Linked DNA regions of Mus musculus: regions 1, 2, 3 and 4 are each linked to region 5. The links are chromatin contacts, called in public Hi-C, HiChIP or PLAC-seq and promoter capture Hi-C maps. All regions are on one chromosome and are shown on one strand. Each heading gives the region's core, a stretch centred on a gene start, on an enhancer-like site or on the middle of the called end of the contact. The rest is flanking DNA. Distances are from core to core; before and after follow the strand shown. Region 1 overlaps Lpp (LIM domain containing preferred translocation partner in lipoma). Region 2 overlaps Lpp (LIM domain containing preferred translocation partner in lipoma). Region 3 overlaps Gm31814 (a long non-coding RNA gene). Region 4 overlaps Lpp (LIM domain containing preferred translocation partner in lipoma). Region 5 holds the start of Lpp (LIM domain containing preferred translocation partner in lipoma).

Region 1 (2,750 bases), core at 30-2,529, 170 kb after region 5:
TTTAAAGCTAATATTTATCAAATAGAGTAAATGTGAAGCAGGTGGGTGACAGGAATTGAGAAATTTCTAGAATTAACACAGTTGTGAGTCTAGTTGGATTTTTTTTAGTTCTATTGAAGGAAATGCTGTAAAGAAATGTGTATTCAGAAATATATGACATACATATATACATACATATATATGTATATATATCTTTTAGTCTTACTGTGTTATACACAATGTCTCCACAAAAACTTGTTTTTAACATGTCATTTTCATGGACAAATATGTCCAATGAAAACTTCTTGAAGGCATCTCTTGTTTTAGTTTTTGATTGTCCCTATGACATGTACCTTTAAGTCAGAAAGGAAGGGAGACAATATCCCCCCATTCTCTGACACTGATATAGCACTAACTTTCAGGGGACCTGGTCAACTCATCCACTATCAACATCCTAACAAAGAAGTAGAACCCTCTTCTGTCCTTTGACTAATCCAGGGTGAACCATTTCACCAGCTAGGACAGCTCAGAGTGCTAAACCCAGAGGGGATTTAAAAAGTGAAACTGCCTGAATTTTCTACTTCAGAGATCTAGAGAGCTGCTCCTCCAAGGCCTTCACCTATCACGTACCTATTTCCTTAGCTTCCATTTATTAAATGCTGATACAGCAAGTTTTGAGGATCATCTAGTTAACTGTATTCACTTTCCTACCGAAATCCATCTCAAGACAAAGAGATATTTTAATTAAACCTTGAAAAGTTACAGTGACTGTTCTTTAAAATGGGAAATCAAGCATCTCTCTCTTTCTCTCTTTCCCTACCTACTTATTTACCTATCTGCCTATCTCTCCATCTATCTACTGACATCTACCTACCTCATCTGTCTGTCTGTCTGCCTCCCTGCCCGCCTGCCTGTCTGTCAGTCAGTTTTTCTGTCTCTGTATTGGTTTGTCAGTCATCTGTCGAGCAATGTAATCCCTGTCTTTTGGATTTATAAACTGGTGTGAACTGAAGGATAGAATGGTTTCAACCTTTGAAAGATGGAGGACTAAGTGTTCTGGGAGCATGACATAAACATGTACAACAGTCTTGTGGTAAAAATGGGTATTAGTGGGAATGATACCGAACAACAGTCAGTCCATAATTAGACTTGACAGTGAACGTGTCAGCAGATATCAATGAGTGTAATCATTGTTTTCCCTCTGCTTTTGATCTTGGCCCATCACTGTGGTGTGTTCCTTGTCCCATTTCCAAACCAAATCTATTTAAAGCTGCACTTCACGGGGTTTGAAATCATACACCCTGTTTACTCTTAAAGAGCATGAGGTATCATTTCCAAATAGTTGGTCTCTGTACTACAAGAGCTACTCTGGCCTCCTGCAGACCATTGGCTATCTCCATTTTCTACATGACTCGTTAGAGGAATAATACATAATTAATTCTCATGGACTTATTTATATTGCCCTATGAAATGTTAATTTTCATTTTTGGGAAATTGCCTTGAATAAGATTAATCAGCCACTCGTTTTGTTCTTTTCTTTTCTTTTTTTTTTTTTTTTTTTGTGAAGATAGTAGCTGTAATCTTGCGTGCACTTATTCTTTGTTACTTGGGTAGATTAGGTTCACATTGCTTTGCAGAGTGAAGCAGTGAGCTCTGTGTGTCCTGTGGGCTAGAAGCAGCGAGAATATCCTCAGTCCTGATATGACCTTGGGCAGCGCATCCTCCCTCTCTGAGGTCATCTTATCACCTGCTTATCAATAGACAAAGGTGTCCCAGTTGATCGTGTTTTGTCATGCTGAATGGTCTAGTAACTAGAATATTATCTTCCTCTTCTGCCATGTTTCCAAAATCCTTTGACTTCATCACAGAGCCTTGTGTGGAAAATTGGTATTCTGTTTAGCTCTTGATTCTTTGATCTAACAGAGAACAGTTGCTGATTGGGCTTTAGAGTATATGTATGCTGTAATTGTATATTAGACTCTTGACTGTTGCTCGCTTCAGCAACATGCCGTTTCAGGTTAGACAGGAAGGGAGTCAGTCTTCCTCTAGGGCAGTAGTTCTTACCCTTCCAAAAGCTGCAGCCTTTTAATACAGTCCTCATGCTGTGGTGACCCTCAACTATAAAATTATTTTCATTGTTTCTTCCTAACTGTAATTTTGCTACTGTTCTGAATCCCAATGTAAATATTTTTAGAGATAAATGGTTGCCAAACAGGGTGCGACCCACAGGTTGAGAAAGGCTATGTGATAATGCTATCTTATGTCTCATTTTAGAGTAACTGAGAAACTTACTCATTATTAATACCATTAAGTAAAGGCAAATTTCTCTTCTGTTATTTGATTTATCCAGTGTGAATAATCAGTCTTATTGGTACAAACAAGTCAGAATGTCTTTTAAAACCAGAGGGAATTTTTTTATTAGATATTTTCTTCATTTACATTTCAAATGCATCCCTTTACTGGTTTCCTCTACAAAAGTCGCCTATACCCTCCTCCCACCCCAGCCCTGCTCCCCAACTCACCCACTCCTGCTTCTTGGCCCTGCCATTCCCCTGTACTGGGGCATAGAATCTTCGAAATATCTTACGAGTTAATCTACCCAACATTTCTAACTTGAGAGTTGGGAAATTTTGAGATCGTGGAGGAAATCTAATTGGTTCCAGGTGTTAGTGCCAATGGTAGACCAAATTGTGTTTGGCTGCTTGCTTATTTATTTGTTTGTATGTATGTATGTATGTATGTATGTATGTATGTATGTATGTATGTATTTA
Region 2 (2,700 bases), core at 62-2,561, 220 kb after region 5:
ATGTAAAATGACCAATAATTCTCGCTCATTCTCTATGAGAATAGAGGTACACCCACCCCACTTTCATTGCAATGGACAGTATATGCATAAAGTCCTTTAATGTTATTGTATTGGTTTTCTTAAAATCTCTGTGATTAAGGAGGCCAGGAATGTCTCAGTCATAACTTTGACCAGGCCCTCATTTAGGGCTCCTGATCATACTGCTTGTCCGTGGAGTGAGAACATGTGAATTCCCAGCAAGCATGCTACTGTGTCACCTCCTCCTTCTCTCGCAATTGCTTTGTGACATGCTGAGGTCTTCATTTGTTCCTCCATTTGCTGCATGCTTTGTCGCTGTAGACATCTGGAGATAATCATGTAGCCCTCTTAATTAATTCAGTTCAATTAATAAATTACAAGGTAGATTTGGGGCTAGGAGTGGGTACCGGGCACCTTCCGGCCTCCCTGTGCTGGAGAGCTCTTGCAATCAGGCCTGGAGAGCTCTCCTCACCTAGTCTGTAAGACTCTTCCCCAGCAGGTAGGCTGCCGGCAGTGGTGATTGGCGTATCCTGACAGAGAACTCAACTTTCTCTTCACACCGAGTGGATACTCTGATGGAGCAGTGTCTGGGCTGGGTTGGTTATCCCTCATGGAGTTAAAGTAATTTTTTCCAGTTTCTCAGCTTAGTTAGGTGTTACTGGCCATTTCCCTGATTTGCAGGTTCACCATTGGATTGCTGCTGTTGAATATTCTTTGTCTATTCATATACATGTTAGTGTATGTCTCACGTGTTTTGGCAAACAGTGCCTCTGTGCCCCTGCCCCTTTCCAAGTGCCTCTTAGGGTTGGGGATGGGGCAGAGCCTGCATTATACAAAGGACATTTTAAAGTATGCTTCATGTATCTGCTAATGAAATAAATGTTCACTGTTTCTCTAATGCCCGCTGGGTAAATCGAGGATCAACTCTGTGTGCAGAGGTGTCCCTGGCCCCATCACCCATTCCAGCACTTTGATCAACTGCCTTCCTTTTCATATGGCTCTCCAGCCACACTAAACACAGTGTTGTCTGTTTTTCTGTTTTTCTAACTGCAGATTTCCACAATGTCTCACCCATCTTGGCTGCCACCCAAAAGCACTGGTGAGCCTCTTGGCCACGTGCCTGCACGGATGGAGACCACCCATTCTTTTGGGAACCCCAGTATCTCAGTGTCAACACAACAGCCACCCAAGAAGTATGCTCCAGTTGTTGCTCCGAAACCCAAGTATAACCCATACAAGCAGCCTGGAGGAGAGGGTGAGTTCTGGTGACTAGAGTGGGAAATGAGCGTAAAAGATGTGATTTGCTGTAGAGTTGTGTTGGTCGTTTCTCATTATATTTCCTACAGTTTATGAAGTGTCCGGTTTTCCCCAGCTCCCTATTGTCAGTTACACCAACTGCATTTCAGAAACAAAGAGGTTAAATCTCACAGAGTTGGGTTCGTAAAGTAATAAATATCTAGGATAATACATATCCATTGCTATTTATTACTCTAAAACAGAAACATGACCTTTTCAAGTGTGACTCAGAACCTTTCTATAGCCTTATACTCATCCTTCCCTATTCTTCTGTGGGGATATGTTCACCACCCAGTGTAGCTATCAGGCAAGTGCCAAAATGTCACCAAGCAATAGTCCAGTGAGAAAGCATTAGGACACAAACCCTGTGAAATCCCTGGGACCCTGCTGCTGCTTACTCTCTCCCTGGGAGAAGACTGTCCTTGGAGGCCCTGGGTGTTGAAGTCCTAGATGGTTCAGAGCAAACCTTAGTTGCAGTGGTTTTTACTAGCAATGTATTCATTTTACATCAAGTGGATTTTGAATGTCTAGATGAGCTGAGCATCCAGTGTGTGGTTATACTGTGGCTCTCACATTAACAAAGTTGAGCAGTACAGTCTTTGTGGTAGAAGAGACTCCGTATTTATCCCAGTCATGTCACGAGCTCCTTCACACCCATGAAGCAGTAACCTAAGACTAATATATAGAACAGTGTAAGACTTCTAGAAGCTGAGAACAGAAGATGTGCGCTCACAAGATTTCATCTCTTTCTCGATTTTGTGCCCCATCTATCTTCTCAAAAATGACTGTTCTGTTTCTACAGTTGCCATCATTGTGTTCTTAGATACATCTTTTGTATTTGTTGTAGCAATGTTGTGGGGACCTATGTTATGCCCTGTAGTGTTGCCTCTTCTCTCTGTTTTTTTTTTTTTTTTTTTTTTTTTTGAGTCCTTCCCACCTCCCAGCAACCACATCATTAATCCACCCGTTTACCTAGGCCTTTGGCCTCCTGGTGTTTTAGGACTCTTTTCAGAAACAAGATACACATGTCTTGCTTGTGCTAACAAGCTGCAGGCTAAGAGGTTATGAGAAGAAAGGCCAGGCCTCTCTCTATACTGGGTGTTGTGGATCTTTAGGAGTCTCTGTGTGTCCTTCCCTTCGCATTGTCAAGGCATGAGCATGCCTTTCTGGAAAACGTGCTTGCTGTCCATGGACTTCCTGACCCCAGTGTCTGGGCTGGAAGCTTCCACACCCATGTAGGACACTGAACTTCTGCAGGTGACTATGGTCCTTGTGAAGCTGGTTTGCACTGGCTTATTCTCCTCTAAGGGCTGTAGGGTTCATCCTTACTGAAGAGGAGGGAGAGCCAAGGGGTGGCTTCCTGGTTTGTTTCCTTACCATTTCCTT
Region 3 (2,700 bases), core at 165-2,664, 130 kb before region 5:
TACATTGACATAACACTATGGGAAGGGGAAATATGGCAGCAAGAATCTCCTAAACTCAGGTGCAGGCCAGGAACAAGGCCACATGACTCCAACCTGCAGCCCAAGTGGATTTTGAGGTGATGACTACTGGTTCTGACTGTTGTGGTGGTCACACAAATCTACACCTGACCAACCCCCCCCCCCTTCTGGTGTTCCAAGACAGGGTTTCTCGGTGTAGTCCTGACTGTCCCAGAACTCACTCAGTAGGCCAGGCTAGCCTCCAAATCAGAGCTCCACGTGACCAGGCTCCTGAGTGCTGGGATTAAAGTGGACATGTACTTCTACAGCCCCGCCTTCTCTAGGCAGGCTTTTCCTATGTGGCCTCATACTGATAGACTCACTCTGGATGACCCATTCTAATTTTACAGAACTAACTTTCAATGTAATTACATCTGTGTCTGCCTATCAAATTTAATGGTTGGCTCTTGCTACATTGACTTGCTATAAAACATGTATCAAAAGTTAAATATGGTTGGCACTAGGGTTGAATATGACTGTTAGTATTAGATATAATATGATTATCATTCTTCTGGGTAAATAGCTACATAAATCTTTAAACTTCAAAGATGGCCTTGCCGGACCAGAGATTTTCATTCAGGATTTTGTTTGTTTGTTTGTTTGTTTGTTTTTGTTTTATTTTGGGGGGGGGTCTCTCCTTTTTTTTTCTCCTTCCCAATGTCTTTAGGCCCTTCCAGATCTGTCTCAAGTATGTTTTAAAAGTCTTGATAAATTTGTCAAGATATCCTTCAGAAAAAAATGGTGTCAAATTTCATTGCCAGAAGTCAGGGAGTGCCCAGCTCCCCGTAGCCTGTCTCTTTAGTCATATTATACTGTGACCATTAGAATTTCAGCTTCCTCAAAATCCTTCTCCATACATGCATGGGGAATGATCTTTGAAAGCTAAAATAACTCTCAAGATCCTGTATGTAAGCTTTAATATACAAGCTGGCCACAGTATGTATATTTGCTTATTGGTTAAAACAAATATCCCATATTTTTCTTAGGCATTAGGTTTTCCTATTTAAAGTTAAAACTCTTTTGAGTTACTGATTTTTCAAGCAATAATCATTAACTCACCACTGAAGCTGTGATCTCCAAATATTTTTAATCAACACAGAAAAACAAAAACAAATAGTCATAACAAGACTTTTTTCATTTTATATTTTTATATTATAGTTTTATATTTTATATGTATATAACTCTCTAATCTAGGCCTTAAGAGATAATAAATGTTGGCATCGCTTATATTTCTGGCTAAAAGGTAAGCATGAATAGAAATTCTAGAATTTTCTGCCCACTCTCCAAAAGTTAGTGTTTTGTGTCACATCAATGAAGAAATGCTTTGTAGATTTGTCTCAAGGGAGGTTCTGTTTAGTACACGGTACCACAGTTGCTGCCTTCATGAGTTCATAGGCCACCTAGGAAAGTGGCAAGAGGGCATCTACACTGGAGGTGTGATAGCTGACAGGGAGAGATTGCTCCCAAAGAGGGAAGACTTAGTCTGAGGACACAGAGGCCCTGCAAGATTATGATAAATTCTAAAAAATGTTGACTTCTGCTCCCTGAGGAAGCCTTTCTCTCTCCCCTGCTCCTCACAGATGCAGCAACCTCACAGGATGTCGGCACAGAGAGGCCGGCTGGGGGACAATCTGTACACCTGCAGTGTGTGACTGTTGGTGGGTTTTTCTTTTGTCTTTTTTTTTTCCTGTTTGTTTAATGTATATATTTTTGCCTTTGGGACATAGTGACACACATTTCTGCTTCAGCAAATGCAATGCCATAGCAAAGGGAAAGACACTCCTTTAGTACAGAAGGCTGAACCTTAGCAAGTTGCTGTCTAATGATCCTTTATTGATTTCTGCTTTGGTGGTGGTGGTGGTGGTGGTGGTGGTGGTGGTGGTAGTGGTTATGGTAGTCTCACTACCTGGCTTGAAATGCCCTATGTAAACCATGTTGGCCTTGAACTCACAGAGATGGCCCTGCCTTTGTTTACTGATTGCTAAAGGCAGACACTACCACAGCAGACGTTTGTTACCTTTAATTATAAGAATTACCCATTCCAGAGAATGACAAGTAAACTTCCAAGACCTTTGACCTTTCCCTGAGTCTAAGGTACCCAGTAAGATCTGGATTGCCTGCCTGCCTGTTTGTCTGTCTGTCTGTTTGTACCATAGAATTTTCTCTTAGTAAAGAAGGTGGCCATGGCCATGCCCATTGCAGAAGAATTGTTCAGTTCCAGGTCAGTGAGACCCACAGTCTGAGATCTCATCTCACCAGACCGCCAAAGGCAGGTAGGATAAGTTATAGGTGTTTGTGTAAATATTTTGTATAGATAAATGAATATACATTAGAAAACTTTAACACCTTATCTATATAGGTTATCACTATAAAAACATATTGATGCTGTTCATGAATGTGTATTTTTTTTCCTCCTGCCTTTGGGAAATAGGCAGGAGGGAAACTACTTCTCTTTAGACATAGGGTGTTACCCCCCTACTTTAGCCTTTTATTCATTGTGTAAAAGATCAGGCTTGGTTTTCTTGTTCTGTGTTACCTTATTCAAGATAACTTTTTCTAGTTCTATCCATTTACATCTGATAGAAGACTAATATCCAAAATATATAACTAAACAGAAAACAACCTTAGGTATCAAGAAAACAA
Region 4 (2,777 bases), core at 8-2,507, 150 kb after region 5:
CTAAAGCAGCTATTCTGCCTTCAGTCAGTCCCTCTCCTGCTGCTAGACTCTGCATAAGAATCCATCATCTCACATACAGTAAAAAAGAAGCCCTGCTTTGAAGCTTAGTGTCCCTAGCGAGCATGCCATTGGCCCCTAGGCAGAGTGCAAGATAGGCTCATGCCTTTTGTGTTCCCTGCATAAAGGAGTCCGACTGATACAGATGTGATTCCAAATGTTATGTAATGTCTGTGAGCATCAACCTGCCATTTGTTAAATAAAAGTGAATTTCTTATCAGATTAGAAGACAGTACATAAAACTGGCAGAAAATAAGCACTTAACAAATGACTGTTGTTTTTGTTATTATCTATAACCATAACCATTTCCCATGGCTCTAGACTTTTATCTAGATGAAATATTCATTGTGAAAGTCTCCTACCCTGGATAGAACCTATATACTTGTATAGTAATAAAATATCATTGAAGAACAGAACCTATATTTCTATAGTTTAGTAATTTTTGTTCACAGAATTCTTCCTTTAGCTCTGAACTGTTAATATATTTTGATTTTTCACCTCGTTTTTTTTAATAGTCTGCTTAAGACTACCGTAATCTAAATGCTTGTTCCTTAGTGCAATAACCAGATGATCAATGAACTCGGTCATTTCATTCTCATTGATAGATTGCTAATCTATATTTTTATCTTCCTCTTGTTTTAGACTGTCAGATCCTTCAGGGTAGGACCCCCGTCTGCTTACTACATCTATACCCTACCTTGTAGAAAATCCCCTACTGTAGTTACTTTCTCTTAGGAAGCTTTGATTAGAAAGCGGTTGGATCCAAGAGAATGCCACTTGAAAACAGCTCTACATGAAACAGAACCTCTGTCATCACTGATTCTAGGTATATCCCGAAGAAACAATCAACTTTTTTTCCTCTTTAGTTTAATAGGGGTGTTGAGGTCTGTTCTAGAACTTGCTTTTCTGCCTCTGGTTATAGATGAAGATCCGGGATTTACCTGGCTGATCTTGGTGGGATGTTCTTGAATGGTACTTGGCTGGGAACAAACACTTTCTATACCTCCAGTTGGATGTTTCGTGTGGCTAGAAATATCAGACCTTCTGACTTTTACGTTCGTTTTGCGCACATTGGTGATGTGCGTATAAGAACCTTTTATTACTATGGACTTAGCCAGCAGTAACCATGGTGAGTAGACCCATCACACAGCATTTTTTTCTGAGTCAGTTTAAAATGCTGACAATTAAATATACCGTACTCTTTTAAGCAATCCATCAGTCTCCCCTGTTGTCATGGTGACCGGAGTATATTTAGAAATGTGACAAGTACACTGAGTTCAATTGCACTTTTGCCAAAACATAGTTTTGCAGCTAAAATTGAATTTCCTGATTGAAGATCCAAGTGCTGTTAAGGGGGATGATCGTTTCCATACATTAGTCTACAAGTCTAATGTATCATCCTGTTAACTCAGCCCTTGAGGCCCCATCATGCTATGGAGGCAATGCTAGCTGAACTGATTCTACTTTCAGTTAATGAGGAAAAGTCAAATAAAGGGGTCGCTGTGCTTTTTCCTTTACAAGTGAAATTACACCTGAGTGATATAATTACTTTAATGATTACCTCCTTTTGTATTTATCTATGAATTCTGTGTGACTTTTGTAGAGTCTCTTCCGCAGCATTGTGTTTCTAATCTAGGGAATTTATCAGGGTTCTCGTCCTCACTTTTCTGCTTATAATCTATTCTTAGAAAAATGAGAACATCTTTTTGTCTTTGGCTCTGACCTTGGATACAGAAGCATCCTTACGTTCCTTCATCTTATTCTTTTTGGATTTAAAAAGAAGTATAGGGTTGTTGTTGAAAAAGACGTTTTTAGTCAAAGGAGAGGGGAGAAAAGTTCTGCCTTCTCTGTGAACTTGGTTGGATCCTCAATTCCTTCTCCTCCTTTCTCTTCTCAGTGCAGGGCTGAGTAAGACCATGGTTTTGAGCTCCGTGCTCACTAGACCACATCAGCTGTGGAACATTCTTAGTTGCTGGGTCATCGTCAAAATCCTGGTTTCATTTCTGGCTAAATTGTAAGTCTTCTGCTCTTGAGTTGAGAAATCACTGCTCCTGGACCATCCTTGTTCTCTCGGAATATTTTTGTTCCATAAAGTAATAGGTTTCTCTTCTGTATCTAACTCAGTGTGTCCACAATTGAAGCACATTTTGAACCTCTGATTATAGTTAGACAGTCTTGATCTGTTTTGAGAACATTGAATATAAGCTTTCTTGGTAAGAAATATCTTAGATAAAATAGCAATGGGCATGATACGATGAGTGTTTCCACATTGGTTCTCTGGTGTTATTCATTGGCTCTGCATTGCATCTTACAAGGCATCTTCAACATTCTTACTTTACAATAAGAAAGCAGGCTCTGAATCATGAACATGAGGATAGCTATGTTAATACTGGCAACTGTATTCTGATCAGGGTGGATGTGTAACAAGTGTTTCTAGGAAGATAAACAGTGTAGGATAGTTTTATTAAGCAATGGTCTATTGCATGGGGAGTTTATATAGAGTAGTTGTTTTAGAGGGCCTGTGAAATAGCAGTTCCCTAAGGATAAACAGGTAGCAAATATTTTTCTCCTCCTGGTTTTAGAATCTAAAGAAATGTACTCAACAAGGAGAGAGCTTAAATCCCACCCACTCCAGTGATTTCCTCTTGAATTCCTTTAAACTCATAATAAATGAGCTTCTATTCAACTGTGTTATAGCTAACGTTATCTCTCATATTAGA
Region 5 (2,780 bases), core at 186-2,685:
AGGGCAAAGGGGTTAAGCAGTTTGGCCCCAGAAGTGTTTGAATTTTGAAGACTGCCGGAGAAATGTTCAATACATGTTAAGTACAGGAGTACGTACTTTGACACTTAGTCCGAAAGGTTCATCAAAATATAACCGGAGAAGAGGCACGTTGGAGCGTCCCCACCCCTGAAGTCCCTGGTGTACTTTTTCTGTCTGCATGACTGAGTTAGGCTGTAGAAGGTGAGGGCCCACGGTGGTGGAAGGTGGCTTGAGAGTGGGAAGGTCAGGGGCATGCTCAGACAGCTGTGTTGTGCAGGTCATGTTATGGTATTTTCCTTAGATCCTACCCAACCCAATCAAAGACCAGAATGGGTGGTTGTGTTATTAGCATGGGTTGAAGTTGTTTGGGAGACTGGGGTAAAGCAAAGGATACAGGATAGAAACACCCACACCCCCACCCACACACCCACACCCAAATCTGTGTTTTTGGTTAGTTTGTGACAGTGTCTATGTAAACCTCTCTTGTGCCGGGATGAAAAGCGTTCACTACTGAGGGCCAGAGGGCTTCCAGTGTCTCCTAGCCGGAATCTTAACCTAGTAAAAGGGGTTCTCATCGTTGCTCACTTTTACAAATATCAAACACAAAATATCCAAACCCAACCTTCCAAGAACAGGCTTGTCTTTATTCAAACCAGTTCACCCAGTTCGTGTATTTTCTTTTTTTAAGCTGTAAGAACAGAGCAAGCTTTCTGGTTGGTTTTCCGGCAGGGCAGGGTTGGGAAGCAAAAGTTAAACTCCAAAGGTTCTTGTCTTTGAACAAAGGACAGGAAGTTGCCCTGAAGCACTCGATTGCCATTGTTTCTCAAGGCTTGTCAACCACAACCTTCCAGGAACTGGGGTTAGTCACTTCAGTGGGTCAAGTCATCTGCCTAGCTCTAACTTGGGTCTAAGCTCACAGTTAGAGGCCGGGTCGTGCCTGGAGGCGGAAACCCAGCTAAGAGTAGAATACTGGCTCCTCTCCACGGGGCAGGACTGGGTCAGGTCCCAGCTTCGGAGCTCTCCTGTGCGAAGGGAACTGAAGTTGCTCTCTACCATCCCGGACTTCTGAGTCCTGCTGGAGTCCTGGGCGGGGCTCCGACGAGGCTCTTAGGGTGGGGGGTGGGGTGTTCCATGGCAGGATCTCTTTGCTCAAGCTCAGCTTTCCAATCTGTCGTCTGCAGAACAGACCCGAGTTGTGCCGGTTTCTCGACTTCCTCCTGCATCTCCTTCCTCTTCCTCCAGTGGAGGCAGATCCCTCTTTTCCTTCCTCTTCCCATGCTCCCTGTACCCCCTCCTCCCCCCGCGTCCCCTCCTCCAGGAAGTGCATTGCCCAGGGTCACCCACCTCGAGCCGCCGCTGCCCCCCGCGCCCCCTCCCCGTCCGGCTAGTGCGGCGGCCCGCGGGCACACGCCTCCCCATACCTTACATGGACAAATGCGTGCAGGCAAAGTCAGGAATTCAGGCCCCTGACGTCAGCCTCCAGCGCTCAGGGCACCGCACGGGAGACCGCGGGGAGGGGGTGGGGAGGAAGGAGGGGGAGAGCACCAACCAGCAGCCACTCCCGGCCTGCTGCTGAAGTTTCACTTTTTGTCTGTGGGTTCGCTCCCGGGGCCCGCTCGAGCTTTCCCGGGATAAGTAGCGTTAGCGGCGGGGGAGAGCCGGCCGCTGCAAGGTAAGGGCCGGCAGCGGGGCCGGGCACCGGGGAGGACGCGGGCCGGGCGGAGCGGGCCGCTGCGGGCCGCGGGCCGGGCCGGGACAATGGGAGGGGGAGTGCCCGGCACCTCCTCCTCCGCCCGAGCCTCCGCCTCCAGCCGTCGCGGCCGCCGCTGCCCGGTCCACCTCCTCCCCCAGGTATCGTAGCGAAGGCTTCCTCCCGCAGCCTCGGCCCGCGGGCGCCGCTCGACCCCCCGACCCCCCGGGGGACGGGCCGCTGAGGGTGGTGGGGAGCGCGGGGCGCCCTGCTCCGCCCCGCCCGCCGCGGAAGTGCGGGTCCCCGGCCGGGAAGCGGGGGTGCACGCCGTGGGGGAGGGGCGGATGCGGGAGTCCCCAGCGCGCCCCCGGCCCGGGCCTTTCTGGGTGCCCAGGGGGCGGGGCCGCGCCCGGTGGCTTCGAGCTTTCGTGGAATCCCAGTTGTCACCGCGGAAAGGGCCTAGGGACCCAGTGACTCGGAGTCTTCCCATTTTACAGTCAGGGCAGGCGAGGCAAAGAGAGGCAGGCTTTCCTGGAAGTCATCCCTGGAAGGTGGAGCCAGGTTAAGATCGGTGGCTCCGGACCTCTGCTCCCCTGCTGCCTTTTTAAAATTTTTTAAAAAATTTATTAATTAATTTATCTTTTTGTAAGCGGTTGTGGAGTCTCCACTGCTTTTAAGCACTGTAGGTTACAGAGGCCAAACTTTGCCCTCTGGGAGCGCTCACTGGAACGCAGGAGCCTAACCTGACTCAAAGTAGGAAGGGCCAAATCCTGGAGAGAACGCAAAGATCAGGTTTTTTTATGGGAGTTCGCGGAAGGACTTTTCTTATTTTGGCCTCCATGGCCGGACCCGAAATCCCAGAGGGGCCTGTGATTGACTCCTTTGAAGGATAGGGAGTTTTCTTAAGTAAAAAAGGCGAGGCCTTTCGTGTCAGGGAGGCAGCTGCAGACCAGAGAAGGCTAAATAAGGGTGGGGAGTGGGCGTGGGTGGAATTGTGTTCGTGGCTTGGGGTGGGAGTATGACAGGAGACCGTGTCAGTGGAGTTGTGGCTTGGGTACTTGGACAGGGCAGT

The links. Promoter capture Hi-C pulls out the DNA fragments that hold promoters and counts their contacts. A called contact is a pair of places that touch in the nucleus more often than the background predicts. HiChIP or PLAC-seq counts read pairs in DNA pulled down with a chosen protein or histone mark.
Region 1: a contact with region 5 is called in a Hi-C map of myocytes, with 2.3 times the contacts expected there. The contact joins the enhancer-like site here to the promoter of Lpp in region 5. A contact is called at or near these places in 3 of 39 promoter capture datasets (the 3T3-L1 cell line and liver), 1 of 484 Hi-C or Micro-C datasets (myocytes), 7 of 115 datasets of contacts at active chromatin or transcription factors (the SCID.adh cell line, bone marrow-derived macrophages, double positive thymocytes and 4 more) and 2 of 9 other capture datasets (adipose tissue and liver).
Region 2: an H3K4me3 HiChIP or PLAC-seq map of bone marrow-derived macrophages shows a contact between it and region 5, with 4 times the contacts expected there. The contact joins the enhancer-like site here to the promoter of Lpp in region 5. A contact is called at or near these places in 3 of 39 promoter capture datasets (the 3T3-L1 cell line and liver), 2 of 484 Hi-C or Micro-C datasets (frontal cortex and uterus), 9 of 115 datasets of contacts at active chromatin or transcription factors (the 230-238 cell line, CD8 T cells, bone marrow-derived dendritic cells and 4 more) and 1 of 9 other capture datasets (liver).
Region 3: a contact with region 5 is called in an H3K4me3 HiChIP or PLAC-seq map of the SCID.adh cell line, with 14 read pairs. The contact joins the enhancer-like site here to the promoter of Lpp in region 5. A contact is called at or near these places in 10 of 39 promoter capture datasets (the 3T3-L1 cell line, 3T3-L1-derived adipocytes, the C10 cell line and 6 more), 2 of 15 datasets of contacts at CTCF or cohesin (the NIH/3T3 cell line and large pre-B cells), 6 of 484 Hi-C or Micro-C datasets (double positive thymocytes, large pre-B cells, liver and 1 more), 5 of 115 datasets of contacts at active chromatin or transcription factors (CD8 T cells, the SCID.adh cell line, bone marrow-derived macrophages and 2 more) and 1 of 9 other capture datasets (liver).
Region 4: a promoter capture Hi-C map of hippocampal neurons shows a contact between it and region 5, with 2.7 times the contacts expected there. The contact joins the enhancer-like site here to the promoter of Lpp in region 5. A contact is called at or near these places in 3 of 39 promoter capture datasets (3T3-L1-derived adipocytes, embryonic stem cells and hippocampal neurons), 1 of 484 Hi-C or Micro-C datasets (ventral hippocampal neurons) and 5 of 115 datasets of contacts at active chromatin or transcription factors (the SCID.adh cell line, bone marrow-derived macrophages, embryonic stem cells and 2 more).

Annotation. Positions count from the first base shown.
Region 1 is chr16:24,560,567-24,563,316 of GRCm38.p6, forward strand. All of the region lies in intron 4 of Lpp (LIM domain containing preferred translocation partner in lipoma), which reads left to right. Among named protein-coding and RNA genes, the nearest start is that of Gm24440, 160 kb to the left of the region's middle. Within about 2 kb of position 1,280, at least 13 of the 459 cell types and tissues checked have an H3K27ac peak or open chromatin away from gene starts, as enhancers often do. A contact at or near this core is called in myocytes, where this site is marked.
Region 2 is chr16:24,607,045-24,609,744 of GRCm38.p6, forward strand. It overlaps Lpp (LIM domain containing preferred translocation partner in lipoma), which reads left to right. Exons shown (of 13, transcript NM_178665.5): 5 at 1,072-1,273. The coding sequence starts at 1,081. Among named protein-coding and RNA genes, the nearest start is that of Gm24440, 200 kb to the left of the region's middle. Within about 2 kb of position 1,312, at least 7 of the 459 cell types and tissues checked have an H3K27ac peak or open chromatin away from gene starts, as enhancers often do. A contact at or near this core is called in bone marrow-derived macrophages, where this site is marked.
Region 3 is chr16:24,258,362-24,261,061 of GRCm38.p6, forward strand. The region is part of intron 1 of Gm31814 (a long non-coding RNA gene); the gene reads right to left. Among named protein-coding and RNA genes, the nearest start is that of Gm31814, 3.5 kb to the right of the region's middle. Within about 2 kb of position 1,415, at least 9 of the 459 cell types and tissues checked have an H3K27ac peak or open chromatin away from gene starts, as enhancers often do. A contact at or near this core is called in the SCID.adh cell line, where this site is marked.
Region 4 is chr16:24,541,779-24,544,555 of GRCm38.p6, forward strand. All of the region lies in intron 3 of Lpp (LIM domain containing preferred translocation partner in lipoma), which reads left to right. Among named protein-coding and RNA genes, the nearest start is that of Gm24440, 140 kb to the left of the region's middle. Within about 2 kb of position 1,258, at least 24 of the 459 cell types and tissues checked have an H3K27ac peak or open chromatin away from gene starts, as enhancers often do. A contact at or near this core is called in hippocampal neurons and ventral hippocampal neurons, where this site is marked.
Region 5 is chr16:24,391,915-24,394,694 of GRCm38.p6, forward strand. It overlaps Lpp (LIM domain containing preferred translocation partner in lipoma), which reads left to right and starts at 1,436. Exons shown (of 13, transcript NM_178665.5): 1 at 1,436-1,690. Lppos (LIM domain containing preferred translocation partner in lipoma, opposite strand) reads right to left here and starts at 1,741. Exons shown (of 2, transcript NR_037954.1): 1 at 1,440-1,741; 2 at 642-1,193.